2 separate regions of the Siniperca chuatsi genome follow, and region 1 is linked to region 2. Evidence: chromatin contacts called from public Hi-C data. All regions are on one chromosome and are shown on one strand. Each heading gives the region's core, a stretch centred on a gene start, on an enhancer-like site or on the middle of the called end of the contact. The rest is flanking DNA. Distances are from core to core; before and after follow the strand shown. Region 1 has its middle 17 kb from the start of fzd9b. Region 2 holds the start of grk7b (rhodopsin kinase grk7-b).

What was found. A called contact is a pair of places that touch in the nucleus more often than the background predicts.
Region 1: a Hi-C map of an unstated tissue shows a contact between it and region 2, with 2.8 times the contacts expected there. The contact joins the enhancer-like site here to the promoter of grk7b in region 2. A contact is called at or near these places in 2 of 3 Hi-C or Micro-C datasets (skeletal muscle and an unstated tissue).

The regions. Positions count from the first base shown.
Region 1 is chrLG7:13,387,438-13,390,137 of ASM2008510v1, forward strand. No RefSeq gene overlaps it. Among protein-coding and RNA genes, the nearest start is that of fzd9b, 17 kb to the left of the region's middle. Within about 2 kb of position 1,419, the one cell type or tissue checked has an H3K27ac peak away from gene starts, as active enhancers do.
Region 2 is chrLG7:13,324,955-13,327,654 of ASM2008510v1, forward strand. grk7b (rhodopsin kinase grk7-b) reads left to right here and starts at 1,257. Exons shown (of 4, transcript XM_044202859.1): 1 at 1,257-2,700. It overlaps rnf7 (RING-box protein 2), which reads left to right. Exons shown (of 3, transcript XM_044202860.1): 3 at 649-1,116. The coding sequence ends at 767.

The DNA of each region.
Region 1 (2,700 bases), core at 169-2,668, 63 kb after region 2:
TATGTTAAGCTAAGCTAACTTTCTCCTGGCTGTAGCTTCATAATTAATGCACATATATGGGAGTGGTATCAATCTTCTCATCGAACTCTCGGCAAGAAAGTGAATACACATATTTACCAAAATGTTTTTGTAAAAAGACACATTTTCTATTAGCATAAATAAGATTCAATGGTAAAACTGAATTAAGGGCTGCTCTGTGTCAGGTGCATGTGTTGTGAGAAAAACATCATAATTTCTTTTAAAAATCACTCTGTGCCCACTCAGAACAGTGGGAGGAAGTTAATTGGCTTTCTATCATTCACTGCTAAGCTTTACAAAGAATCCAGATATATATATAGATATATATATATATATATATATATATATATATATATATATATATATATATATATAAGCCTATTCAACATTTGGGATCACTAGCTCGACTGAACGGTAAGATGAAGCCTCAGTATGAATCATGAAAGGCCTCAGCCCACTTAATATGACTACAAGTTTAACTGCCTTTCATCTTTCCCATAGCACGCTCATCCAATTGTTGCTGCTGTCATATCTGGATCCCCGAGTTCAAAAATCTCTCGGGGTGATTCTGAGGTTATTCTCTCCAGTCGTTTTTCAGATTTGTGCATTCATGTAAATGTAAATTCAAATATTATTGATAAAGAAGGAAGCAGCGCATACAGGAATACCCTACATATACCTGTTTGATGAAAAGCCAGCCTGAGAAAGCAGGCCAAGTGTGTAACTTGGCACTGATGTGTCTGGTTGCAGTCATGGCAGAGAGGATACATGACTGTCATGTTAATGCTGGTGTTTGGAGCCTGGTCTACAGGAAGATTCAGACTGTTTCAGAAGAGTGCAGGATCCCCTTTGGTATGAGAGCTCTGTGTTCCCAAGAGGAAAGCCATCCTCTGAACTCCTCCATTTCTGCACTCCCTCGCTTTTCTCTCTCCCTCTTACTTTGGTTATATCATCAAAGGGAGAGGACACACATGAGTGGAGAAAATTGGGGGAGAAGGCTCTGTTTTGTGAATAATGCATAAAAAATCATTTGTACTTGCACTTAAAGCAGAAGGGAGGGAGAAATTTAGGGCATGTCGCCGCTGCGGTCATATAAGTTGGTTTTGGCACTCAATTTTCAGGTCACCTTTATGCTCTGTGAATGATTATGTTACTTCTCTTCTTTCTGTTCTGGCACACTGTCAGGACGTTTCTGTCTCTTTCCCCCTTGTCCTCATTTTCTCTGTGTGCGTTCCTGCAGCTGCCAGCATGATAGACCATTGACTCAAGTGTGCCATGAAGTGACACAAATCCAGTTTACACTCACAACTCAAAACTCCCTTCATGCACCGCAACACCGACTCCAGCAGGAGAGCTTGACTCACTGTGTCGTTTTGTGTGACGGCACCGGTGGGACAGGTGTCAAAAATCCAGCAAGTAGGTCTCAGTATAACCGCATCTCGAAAGTGAAGACCTGTTCAGCACGTAGAAAGATATTTATAAAGATTTGATCTCTAGAGTCATTTATAGCATTCAGTGTGTCTTGACATTGACTCTACAAGTCTCTAAACTGTACCAAAGGGATGAACACCATTCTTCCATAAAATATCCCCTCATTTGGTGTTTAGATGATGGTGGTGAGAGTGCTGTCAGTCCAGTTTGAGATCAGGTGACTGTGAAGACCTGTTTCACATTTAAGAGGACGTCAGATGAGATTTCATCACCCACTTACGACAAGCACATGATTAATTTTCATATCCATCAAACCATTCATTGACCCCTCGTGCCCTGTAAGGAAGCATCTGCATTTGTTACTTTTCTCCACTCATTTATTAAGGTTCTTCCTTTAATTTGTCACCTATCCTTTTGTAAAACTATGTTGAAACTTTAAAGTGCGTTGGGTTTCACCTCTAACCACACCAATCACTATTGCTGGGTGCTCTGTTGCACCTGTAACCACGCCCAACACTGATGTCACAGTATACTGACACACCCTGCAGTACACCTCTACATCACTGCGGACAGGTGAGAAGTTAAACCAGTGGAGGTCAGCAAAGACAAGATTTTCAATAGCTGTTAAATTGCTGTTTAAGTAAACAAACACTGTTTCAGCTAAAACAATAACTATAAAAACACAAAAGATATTTATATTGTTATGGTAGTTCATTTTCAGAGTCAGACATTTTTAACCAATCAAATTAAAGCTTTAAGAAAATAAAGGGAAGCGGGACATTGCTGTGAATTACTGGCTTTGTTCACTTTATCATAAATAATGTTTTTAATTGTTTATTGGATCCCCATTAGCTTCCTCTAATGCTGTCACTTAGGTCCACAAATACACAAATAACAGAGAATAATAAAAATAAACTAGATGTTAACAGTTAATTGCATAAAGAGATAATAACAAAAACAAAAGAAGACTTAAGGGATATGAAATGGCTTATAAAATATGATAAGAATAAGAGAGATGTTAAAACAAATTCATTAAATGATTGCAGATATTTTATGAATAATTGAAACACTATGTCATTAGATTTACTAAACATTTTTTATGTATGAGTATTACATCGATGAGCGGTAAAAACAAACCCTGCTTTAATTAAATGCTTCGACTGTCCTTTAATGTCAGTTTCACTTCACAGACCTGCAACACTTCATGTCTGTAGAACGAGAGTGAAATTCACACTTGTTCGCTCCTTGCCA
Region 2 (2,700 bases), core at 7-2,506:
TTTTCTTCTTGGTCGTTTCATGTTAGTGAAATGCATAACATTAGCCTGAATCCGCAAAGAAACATAATGTAGTTATATTGTTTGGATGAAACTCATATTATTTAGTTAAAATAACGTTAGGCAAACGTCCAAAAATGACGTGCTAACAGATTTATTTAGCTATAAGAGCCAACTGCAGAGCAAGTAATTATAATACAACTTATATAAGTACAGTAGTGTACCTGCACTTTAAATCACTGACTTTCTCAAGTATAATATGCGTATATAGTGTATGTGGGATTTTTATGTTAGAAATTATCATAACTAGTCTACCCGAGTACAAGTTCATCTTTTCAGTAGTCTCTGTGTAAGCTTCCTCATTTGTCATAGCTTGAACACCACTATTAAGTGTCACTTTACCTCGTTTGACTGTACTGACATAGATGCCAAGGATTGTGCTTTTAGGAAAACAATTAGATAGATAGATCTTAACACATAAATATGAATCTCAGATACACTAAAAATAAACAGTTTTAGTCACCATTAAAAGAAATAAGGTTGTACTTTTACATTCTGTGTAACCTCAGCTGATTGAATTACAGTGTGTTCCCTGTTAATACTCATTCATTGTCTCTCCCTGTGTCCCTCTTATCTGCCATCTTCTTTCAGTTGTATGGGGAGAGTGCAACCACTCCTTCCATAACTGCTGCATGTCCCTTTGGGTGAAGCAGAACAATCGCTGCCCCCTCTGCCAGCAGGACTGGGTGGTTCAGAGAATCGGCAAATAAGCTCCAACTCCAGGCAGTCTGATTCTCAGATGACACCTGTATGCACCCAAAAGTGGTGACAGACTCGACAATGATCACTGCAGCGTGCTGTGCAGAGCCACTTGACATCGACAACTGTCCTCCTTCTTATGATTGCATGTTCCAGTAGTCCTGGTGTGAAAGGAGGACGATGGACAAAATTAAAGCAGCGCAGACTCATTGGTCACCGATTGGAGGGATCAAGAGTCGTGGAGAGAAGGATGAACCTTGTTGCAGTGTTTGGTCACATGTTAGCTTTACATTGTCTGTGGTGGTGTTCAGCACATCTTGAATATCTTTTTAAAAATAAAGAATTGTGTATAGCTGTAAACATGTATTTTTTCATCTAATAATTTGAATAGGCTTGGTATATAATTCCTATAAACATTGGTACAATTTGTAGTTCTGCAACAAATGTTTTAGTTTAGATTAAGGAAAGTGCACGTTGGCTTGTCAAGATAGGGCTGGGTATCTAAGCTAAATACTTTTTTGCTACTGGCAGAAATGTGTCTGCATCAGCAAGAATAGAAAACTGTCAAGTACCGAAATCTGGCTTTGAATTCTTGCCAGGATTCATACTCATGTTTTCTTATTCTTTAATCAGACAGTTTCTGATTTAAAATGATAATTTTCAGCTTAACAGCTGTTTGTGTTTAGACAACATTTATTATTTCAGAAGGTCGGCTTCTTTTGTGCAATGGAAAAAAAGGGTTTTGTGGAAAAACGTGTTCAAATTCCTCAATGTATAAAAAAATATAAGTTATCAGTAGCAAAACTAGTAGTATTGTCAGGGCAGAGCTTGGAAGGTTTGAAGTAGTGTTTATCCACTTTTGACTTGAACATTGTGATGTTGATTTAGCAGTCAAACAATCTTAAACATGGAAATGTCCAGTTAAAGGATGGAGTCTGAAATCCTATGTACTCGAAGTGAGATACCTGGAAGGCGGCCATGCTAACCTCGATACTACTAGCACTTGTCATACATGTATGGTGAGTTTGGACTTGTTCCAGTTTCAAGCTTAACCTATTCACATCTGCAGTGGTGGGATGTAAATAAGAACATTTATTTAAGTATTGTACTTAAGTACAGAACTGGTACTTGTATTTCCATTTTATACTACATTACACTTCTACTCCACTACATTTCAGGGTGAAATATTGTACTTTTTACTCCGCTGCAGCTATAGTTACCAGTTACTTTTCAGATCAAGATTTAATACGTTAAACATGATCAGTTTATAAGATGTGCATTGTTATTGAAGAAACTACCCAACAGTATATACAGCTGTTAAAATTAGCTCTACACCTTTACAATGTTCAGATGCTGCTTAGACTGCAATAAATCAGGAATAAACTTCCAGTAATAAATATATAATAAATGTAACACTTTGAATGGAGCCATTTTGCATAACAAGTACCTTTTACTTTTGATATTTTAATACAATTTCCTGCTAATACTTGTGTATTTTTACTTAAGATTTTGAATGCAAGACTTTTACTTGTAACAGAGTATTTTTTTTATTGTGGTGTTGCTACTTTTACTTAAAGATCCGAGTACTTCTTCCACCACTGCAGAGCAGTTATTAAATCCAGCGAGGATTTAGATGAACCAAACTTAATGTGATAAATTTGCACATTTATCGCATTAAGTTTGTTCGATTCAAATCCTGTGTGTTAAAGAATATGGGTGAATATTTTTCTTTGCATTTTTCTAGCGAATCGAGTGCATCAACATGATAAAATAGTTTTTTGGAATTTCTGCAGTTATGTTCATGCTCAGTGTTGTCTCTGAAAAACCCCTGGCTCAACATAGTTTCCTTGTCAAGGATATTGTAAGTAGTCAAGACTGATCGGGATAATTCACATGAGACTAATGACTGGAAGGTCATAATGTGATATTTCACTAGCATTGGTG